2 separate regions of the Drosophila melanogaster genome follow, and region 2 is linked to region 1. Evidence: chromatin contacts called from public Hi-C data. All regions are on one chromosome and are shown on one strand. The core of a region is the stretch at or near the end of the contact, and the rest is flanking DNA. Distances in the headings are between cores, read along the strand shown. Region 1 holds the start of lncRNA:CR45578 (long non-coding RNA:CR45578). Region 2 holds the start of lncRNA:CR45561 (long non-coding RNA:CR45561).

Region 1 (4,889 bases), core at 2,009-4,508:
TCTGCTTCCCGTTCACTTTCTAATGAGACAAAAATTGCGATTTGAATGCAAATAACTGCAGGGCTTCTCCAGACGGACAACAATTACATGGGCTAAGAAGTACACGATAAAAAAAAAACAAACATTTTTATATATAAATAGCAATTACATGAAAAACATCCTTTTATTATCCTTATCTTATAGTTTCCCATAAGCATAGATTTTGTTTATAAGAAATATATAATATACTTTCATTGTAACCTTTGTTTAGATATACTAATATACTTAGATTTATCTTTGGCAACTTTCTATGATTTCAAGACCCTACGAGTATAAACCACTTTGAAATCTATCTGTGACCTAGTTTTCTTTTCAGTGTACATCTATGGCATTCGTTTCGTTTGGGGGGTAAGCAGACCAAGCTTTTGTCAAGGGGCATTTAAATTTGACAAAATGAAATGAAGGAAATATTTGGTTTTGGTTTCGAGCTCCGCTTCGTCGTGGGCCGGCATTTTAATGAAGTTCTTTAAACCGGCGACCGCAGAAGGGGAAACATAGGGAGGGGGGCAGGCAGGTGGGCAGCTTCTATTTGCATTTAATTAAATGCCAATAATTGAATCAATTTGCACATGGAATGTGAAAAATCCTTGGCATTGTCATGGCAGACTAATCAACTGCTACCGTCGGTTAACTGTGAGTATTTGTATAGCCATTATTAATTTGGATATTTGGCCAGCAAGGACACTTTGGAGTGGCAACAACCACAGGAATGTGGCCGACAGGTCCTTGGACCCACTGGCTTCGATGGTCGAAAAGTATTTTGTCCCTGCCTGGCATACCAGAGCATTCCAATCTAATTTGATTTACTTGTCTTTTGCATCTGGGCAGGAATTCCTAGCTATCCCAATTATTTGCAGCAGTTTCTGCAAATGCATCTAACGATATTATACACATTTTTAATATAAAGTATTTGTTGTTAAATATTTGCTATTCTGCGTTGAGCAGACAAATTAAACGGACTGACATTTTAAACAAATTTTGAATATTCATATAACCACTGATCTACGCAGAAATTTAACGGCGGTAAGTTTACATTTGTTACTTACATATTGATCAATAATTTTGTAGAATAACATTAGTTAGTTAGCAATTGGCAAATTTTTCACTTGCTGTAACTTTTTGAATATGACATTGCTCATATATTATTTTTGATTTCTCAATGCATTTCATTCTCAGTGCAAAATTGATTTTATTCCATTTCGTTTCAATTCTATCGTTTAATTTTGCTGGTCAAATCCAACTTTTGGCTCGCTACTAATTATATGCATATGTTTTTATATTTACTTTTATTTGCATTTTTCGCTTTTTTCCGTCATAAAAACCAATCAAATATTTATTGCGTTTTTGCAGCCTTATCGAGAAATATTGGAAGTATGGGATATGGGTTGGTTAGCTTGTTTTGATTTTATTAAATGTTAACATTTTGCACAAGTTAAGTGCAATAAATTCGAAGTGGATTGCGGGGAAAACGAGGCATTCATTACATAAATATTGCAATTTGCTTATTTTTTTTGTGAAAATTGTTTTCAGCAAATATCTTTAATTCAATTGAGCTTATAAAATCAGCCCTGTCACAGATTAAAGTGTTAATGCATATAAATGTTTTACCTATTTGCATACATTCTCGCTGGCCAATGTTTTTATGCGTGTTTCTGGTTTAGCGAACAATTTGAATTGAGCCACAGATACTTTCTGGCATTACAATGCTAAACTGATTATCCAACATCGAAAACGTTTCGGACGTCATTATAAATTCAATTTAACCAATCAAACGGTCGTAATTTGATTATGTTGATTTTTGCACATTAATTGCATATTTATTGACTCAGCGCACACACAGCTGGTGAAAGTGCGCAAAAAGTGCTGCATTTGTTTATTTGCCGCGTTACATCATCAAAGAAAATGTTATGCTAGTCGCAGCCAAAAGTGTTTTAATTGTCAATTAAAAGTCAGCTGGGAAATTGATTGAAAACAGTTAGGAAATACCGGAAATGCTACCCACCACCCCCAAAAAAAAAAAAAAAAACAAACAAACATGGAGTTAAAATGTACATATAGCCACAGGCCGTCGAATGCTTTTTAAGTATTTCACACTTAAATGAACTTAGCCCGGTTCATAACAGGCCATATTAATTGGCCAACAGCCAGATGATTCGGCTGCTTAAGCACTCCTCTCATAAATTGCTCAAGAGCCAAGCTCTTTGTTGTGGCCTCTGGCTACTGGCCATTGGAAATTGGCCGTGTTGTTGGCTATTTCCTCCTTGGCCACTTTTTAGCTTGCCGGCATATCAAATTATATGCACACACACACACACCGCAAGCTTTTGCTGTGGCTTCTTTTGCCAATCGGCCAGTGGATAAACTTCGCTCCTACGGCATCAATCAGTTGGTTTTAGCTGGGGCGTTCCCAGTCCCAATCCCACTGCAAAATTCCTCTGCGTCCGCCGGACAGCTGCAGTTCATCTCTCCGGCACCGCAGTGGGAATTCGAGCGAAAAGCTGTGCCCGCCCGCAGTTCGTGCGAACGTGTCTCAATAACGAAATTAACAGAAATTGCAACATATTGTGTGGTGGTGGTGGTGATGCTCCTGAATGGCCATGTCTGGTGGGAGGGGAGGAGGCATCCTGAATGGGCGGGGCGGTGCGGTCCTGCAATCAAACTGCACAGAAAAATGAGCAGCACGTGGCGGCCAACAACTGTGTCAAATTGATATTAAAACCAAGTCAAGATGTTGCTGCTGCGGTGGTAAATAAATGAAATCGAGCTACGTTCCAATAAATATTTGTTGGGACAATAAGTAGCTCCGAAAATTATTTTTCAACTTTATTAATATTTTAATAAATCAGAAATCACACGTTCATGGTTACGTGTGAAATTACTACGCTAATGAAATATAAAGCTTACGAAAACAAATATACGCACATATATCATATGTGAAATTTAATTACTATTTACTATAAAGCTAAATTAAAATGAAAGTAAGTATGCATCCGTAAGATACGGACAAACAAATTTTTTGGGGAACATGGAGTTTTCGAACTTTTACAAAGTTTGAAAACTCAAGTCGACTCGTAGGTCGCCAAAATGTAATTTGGTTTAAACGACCCCGTTGCAACTCAACGGCCTCCACGTGGTGTTCCCTGGGTTTCGATTTTAACATTTTAATCGAAAGCTAATTCGAGCGGCAAAATATATATATTTATGAAGGCATATTTATTGTTTTAAAATTAACCGGGTATCAGATAGTCGAGGCTCTCGACTGTATGAAAAGTAATACATCATCATAATGGGCAACTTATACTGCACTTTCTCGTCTCTTTCATTTAAAAACCATTTTCCCCGCTAATTATCGCATGACTAACCGCTCTTCCAGGGAATCCCCGAACAAGGACCCCAAACGGAAACAAACTTCAGCTCCTCGAATCCGTCACAGCTGGCTGCCAGGCAACACAAAAGCTTAATAAAGCGGCCAGCTAAAAAAAAAAATACGTACACTTGAATGTGGCAGGGGGCCAAGGAGGTCACAGTCTTTGGCAACTGTTGCCCCAAAATCGGACGCAGAGCTCGTTGCGGGAGCATTCACACAAGTGGGGAGAAATCAACGCGTATGGGGATGTGGGTTTCGAGTTGGAGTTGGAAAGTGGAGAAAGGAACCCACTGTGACCACGTCGGACGGAGAGTCACACATGTGACCAGAGCCAGAAATTGGAGCGGCCATTGAATATGATAGAAATAGAAATAGAAATACGTACGTGCAAAAATTTCAACGCTTGATTAAATTTCAGTCACAGTCACAGAGAGAAGGTTGCTGCGATAAAAAGCAAAGAAGCAAAAGCGCCACAAGTGTGGGGCCAACTTGAAAGACAATCAGGCAGCAATTTAAAACCATTTTCACTGTGGCCAGTGGCCAGCACACCGAATCCCACATCCACACCCGCCATCCGGGTGGGGTGGGGTTTCCCTGGAAAATCGGATGCCACCTGCTGTGCGGCAGTTGCAGTAACTTCTGCTTGATTAGTTTTGATTTGGTTATTTGGCATTAGGCCATGTGCCCGGCCTTCTTTAACATGCTCTTTTGGCTTCCTTCGATTTCCCCTGCCTTTCTGTCTCGACGGACAGTGAAATAAACTAATTCCCAGTCATTCGGTGACGCAGATGGCTTTGCTTTTTCGACTCTAGGATGGGCTACGGATGTTCCGGCTATGTGTGTTCGAGTTTTAATAAAAACTCAATCATTGTCCGTTTTACCATATGGGTCGAAAGTTTTCGGTGGTTACATTTTGATTACGGGTAAAGACTTGTAATATTCAAGAATGGGAAATGGGATTAGTGAATGCGCTCACTAAAATCTTAAGAGATATTAGTTTTAACAAACGAACCAAGAAACAATTTTAGAAATTACTTGAAAAAATCTTTCAGTGAGATTTTGATATTTCAGAGCACGGTAAAACATATATAATATCTTAAATTACAGCCATTAACGTACGTGCTTATCAATCTAAATTCGTTTTCAAGGCAGAGACAGTGTCACACATGGCGCATACTTAATATCAGTTGGCAGCACGCTCAATGGCGAAAAGCAAAGCCTCAAATTGCACTATCCCGCCTCCCCCGAAACGGACAACAAATCATTAACCTTCCAACCCCCGTGCTGGAAAGTCAAATAGAAGTTAAACCCAAGACCGATTAAGACATTAAGTGCACGGAAAGTGGGGTGAGCTGAGTTTGCTTCTAGCACGTGTATAATTTGACGAAATGGAAACGCGAGGGAGTGAATCGTGGAAAATCATAAGGACCGCGATCGTTTGTCGCGCGTGCTGAAGTTTCCAGAATGCGGCAGGCACTACACT
Region 2 (5,054 bases), core at 741-3,240, 71 kb before region 1:
CTCTTTTGCGTTTCCATCGAACTCACGATGTCTGCCTCTCTTCAAAATCGCATCTACCTAGATGAATGAGAGTTTCAGAAAGCGGTTACCAAGAGCATCTCGCACTTACTGCAGTTTCGCTGGTCAAGGCAGCCAGTCAAGGATCACAGATTACAATGAATACTTCACTAATGTTTGGCTAAAGTTCATGCAGTAAGACTATAAACCCAATTAAATATATAAAGTCCGTATAGGTGAATAAAAGACCAATAGAACCATTTCCGGGTTCTGGCATCGTTTTAAGAAACTCTAATGTCCTACTTATTAAACCCAAAATGTAAGCCCAGCTGAGTGATTAATTAATCAGAATTTCCTGATTGATTTCCTCAAGGTGTAGGCTAAAAAATGGCACCGCTACAACTTAACCTACACCACCATCAAAATCACGCATCACACCGCTTACAAAAAAAACTCTACTACAATGGGGTGTAAGCATGTAAGTTGACATGGGACCACGAGACCCGAAGCTCGCATCTCTCACGCTTTCTCTGAACTTTCTCTCGGCTTTCTCTGGCTCTCTTTTCGATTTCGAAAGCGTGGTTTCGCCAGACATGCGCCCGAAACCAGCAAAAAAAAAACCGAATGAATTGTGGAACGCGAAAACTTTTGCTTGGCATGAATGGGATTTTTTCAAAATTTCCAACGGTTTCACTCTTATACCACTCAAGGAAAGCTCTCGCTTTGCAAGGCGATCCACTCAAAGGATGAAGAATGGGACACATGGGTAGCACTGCAACAATTGCACAGCCTAATCTTATCAAATTTCATTTACACGCTTGGCCAAACTCTAATGGCAAATCCAATGCCGAAATGAAGATAGCACTAAACCACTTTCGTCAGCACACACACACACACACACACACTCGCGGACTCTTTTTCCTTACTTTCCCCATATATATATATAGTGTGCACATATAGAAAATGTAACTGGTGATGTTGTCAAAGTATTTGGCTCCTCCACGCGACATTCTTTGGGCCAAAATAGCGCTGGCTAAACATTAACTAAAACTGCAAAATTCCATCACTCACACACACATAATCAAAAGCCCAGGACGACACTCACACACACATGCAGTTTCGTGTGTGGTGTAGATTGTCGGTCTTCTGTTCCTACAAAATCTCAACGCTCAACCGCCAAGCATGGCATTTCATCAGGCGGCAGCAACGAGAGCAGCTGCACCAGAATCAGTCTAAAACTAATCAGGAATGGCCGATTTGATACCCATTAGTTGTTGTATTTTAGATTTTGCAATAGATGTATTGTTTCAGTTTCCTTATATCTTATAATCATTTTATCATTTATTAATTTTAATTTGTTGATTTCTTTTAAGTATAAGTAATAATGCAGTATTATTTCCAACTACCCCAATCCGAAATGAGTAGCAAGTTTAAAAAACCCTTAACCCCTTTTCCCTGGCTGGCGAAAAACCCCAGCAATGCGAGCAAAGGAAGTGCACTAAGTGCAGTGACCAAATAGCTGCCAGAGAGTCCCGAACCGGCGGCTGATCCTGCTCCGCTCCTGCTCCTGCTCCTGGGTCTGCAGCTGCTCCTGTTTTGCTGCTGTTGCCACCGCCCGGAAGTGGCAATGGTGTTGCACATGACTTTATAGCTTTTACATTAATGTGTGTGTGTGGGTGGGTGGGGGTTCTGTGTGATGTGTGTCTGTGTGCGCGACAGTTTGGCTATAAAGCAAAAGTTGCATTAAATTTAAATCATGAGACGGCGGTTTCTGTGGCCACCGCTCCCTGATGATGAGCACACACTGTCGAAAATAAATTCGGCTAATTAAATGTGTGCACTTTAAAGGGTGTTCAAGATAATTTGGTGAAAGAAAGATGAATATTCTAAAGTGAAGCTACGGCGATTTAGAGAACTAACTGCTTATCAAATATTTAGGTCGAATTTTTATCGAAATTTCGAAATTTTTCCAAAGTGAACTGAGCTGAAATGAGCTGGGCAAAGTTAGGGCCAAGCGGTGTTCAACGTTTTGTCATTAAAAGTTGAGTTGGTGATGGTGCATCGGAAAGCTTTTGGCGCTGGTCTCAAATTTGACTTCTCCTAACCGCTTAAAAAAAAAAACTAGCAAACCAGAGCCCTGCAATCACAATTAGCCCGACAACACACGCAATTTGCATGCGAATACGACGCGCTGTGAGCAACAATTACATAATTATAACGCACTTTTGATGAATTGTCATAAATAGGACTAGGCGTGTGTGTGTGTGTGTGTGTGAGAGAGTGTGCCATGGCATCAACATGCCTATGTGTGCGGGCAGGGCAACTAATTAATCAGCTTTCGTAATCAATGCTTAATGATGCAGCACCAACAGCGGCAGCACAACGGCATTTAAATGGTCTATAATTAAATCAAACACTCAATTAAACTGAGGACGAATCGAATTTGGAGCGTCAGGCTCAAATTGGATACGGTTACTGATGGCCTGCTAATGAATAGCAAGCAATACGAAATTACAGCCTGCCAGAGCCAAGTCATTGAGACCTTTTTCAACCTCTGGCGGGCGAACCTCAGATGGGTTTCACTCATTAATTAATCAAAACTTCAAATAGTAACCACAGAAACCGAACGGACTGGGCTGGAATGTGGCGCCCATCAAACTGACCAATGGGTACTCAAAGGATTGCTTTGTCCTTTGGCAGGCTAAAAAGTTATCCGTTAATTATTCATCAGGTAAGATATTCGAATGTATAAGTGCAATGTGTGGGCGGGGCATTAGAATGTTGATTTCCATCTACTTGGCTTGATAGTAATTGCCTTTGTACTTAACAGAAAATAATTACATAATTAATTTATGATAATTATCTATTGAGCAAAGAGATGCATAATAATATATACTTCTTTAAGGACATAATGAGACAGTAACAAGTATTAAGAGTGTTTCGCATTCGTTGTGCTTCTGAGAACGTTTTTCTACTCCTTTGTCTGTCCTTCTATCTTGCTTCCTTTCGGTCAAGCTGTAAATTTATTTTACCACACATTGAGATACATTCCATTGGGAGCATGGCGGGGACAAGTCTTCTGCTTTTTGGCCAAGTGGCAAGTTTACCGAAACTTGCAAAAAAGCTGGGGGAAGCCGAACTAAAAGGAAACAGCAGCACCGGCGCCGGCAACTCCTTGTTGCAGCAATCTAGATTCACAGCCAGCCGCAGAGGTGTAACCAAGTCCTTGCAACAAAAACTTTTAACACATGTTGCTGTGTGTGTGAGTCGATGTTGGTGCTGTTGCTGCTTTTGCCACTGCTTTCTAGCTGTTGGCAGCCAGTGAGGCAAGCAAACGCAGCAGCGGCAGACGGACGATTGACGATGGACGATGGGAGCCTCCTGGCCAGAACCAGGCTTCCTTAAATATTAAAAGTCCTGGCGGGAGGAGGACAAACACAGTTGCAAGTAGCAAGTGTGTGGGACAACAATGTTTTCCACTAAGAAAAATATGACAACTAGCTGAGGACAAAACGTCATTAAAAAATTTTCGATTATAGCGACAAAATTGCCATTCCTCAACTAGCTGATAATAATAAAAGTTATTAATCTTTTCTGTATGCTTTAATTCTATTTTAAATCTCTTTAGATCTAGCTTTGGCTTTGGTTTTTAAAATTATTATATAAAATTCAATTATAAGGAAGTATAGCATATAAGTATATACCAGTTAAGTACATTTTTTGCAGTGTTGGCCAGTTCTTTTTTGGCCAACTGCCGCCGCTTGTCGCACGTCGTCACTTAGGCAAAACGCAAAGTTTTCTCTTCGCAGTGTGCTGTCAGTCACATGGCCCCTCCTTTGCCCCTTCACTGCACTTTCCGCCCCTGTGGGTTTTTTCTAGATCCCTTCCCGCTTTTCACCCTCTTCAATTCTCTTGCCTGCGGTCTATGTTTAAAGTAACAACTACAACTACAAGCTGTGACGAGCGCACAAGGACACGCGTTAAGCTAAGCTAAAGTTTTGGCACACCCACACCATTGCAAACACTGTTGCCATTTTCCCTCAACACACACTCACAAACGCACAAGCACACACACATGAATACCGCGCATTTAACATAAACAAACTACACTAGTTGCAACAATTTTTTTCTCTTGCTAGCCACGACTTTCTATTTGTTTTCTCGGTTTCTTGTTTTATTTTTTAAAGGATTTTTCCACCAAGAAAACGTGTTTGGAAAATTAAAAATAGTTAGACAGGACGAACGAATAGTTCTTGCTCGTCTTCTTGAGAACACTTTTGCTGTGAAATACATTTTCGGCTAAGTTGTGAACAACAAAGGACTATTTATTTCGAATGTTACGAACTTAAGGAATAAAGTTATAATATAATACGAGTAAATACTCTTCGTCTTTTGAGTTTTTTACTAGCTCAAATAGTTTTGTAAGGTGTTTAGAAAAATGAGGGCATCAGCTTTAATATGCACATATGGGAAAACTATTAAGCAGGAGGAGCAATTCAGTTGGATAAGAGAAACTTTCACCCATTTCATCGTGGGGCAGCCATCTCCAGACATTGTTGGGGCACGTGAATTGTTTAATGCAACTATTGCCCGGCAGCTTGCACCTTCACATCACTCTAACATTTTACAGGATGCCTTGCAGGCTGTGTATTACCCAGCACTCCGAATATTCCGCCGTATGCAAAACGCACGGCTCGAAAAGGAGCATAAAGTATAGACGACCCTAGGAACGCCTGGGGTTCCGGATATATGTATATTTGGGCACATATATGTACTTACATAGATTCAACAATGCAATGGTATGGCTGCCTGGCTGCCACACAGTGTGTATTCATTAAATTTGTATAAACAAATACGGTGGGCATAAATTGCGAGCATCCCGTATTCAGTTTGCCATAACCAGCATTCAGTTGGAGTTCAAGTTAAAGTTGAAAATGGAAATGGGAACGTCTTGGGCGTAGGAGGTATCTACGGCACATTATTCTTTTGCTACCTGCACTACAAATGTATCTCTGTGTTTGTGTTTTGTTTTTACGTGTGCTCGTCTGTGTGAGAAT

What was found. A called contact is a pair of places that touch in the nucleus more often than the background predicts.
Region 2: a contact with region 1 is called in a Hi-C map of the Kc167 cell line, with 2.2 times the contacts expected there. A contact is called at or near these places in 22 of 107 Hi-C or Micro-C datasets (the Clone 8 cell line, the D17-c3 cell line, the Kc167 cell line and 12 more).

The regions. Positions count from the first base shown.
Region 1 is chr3R:10,896,950-10,901,838 of dm6, reverse strand. lncRNA:CR45578 (long non-coding RNA:CR45578) reads left to right here and starts at 3,258. Exons shown (of 1, transcript NR_125137.1): 1 at 3,258-3,854. It overlaps lncRNA:CR45577 (long non-coding RNA:CR45577), which reads left to right and starts at 4,658. Exons shown (of 1, transcript NR_125136.1): 1 at 4,658-4,889.
Region 2 is chr3R:10,966,603-10,971,656 of dm6, reverse strand. lncRNA:CR45561 (long non-coding RNA:CR45561) reads right to left here and starts at 1,990. Exons shown (of 1, transcript NR_125138.1): 1 at 1,379-1,990.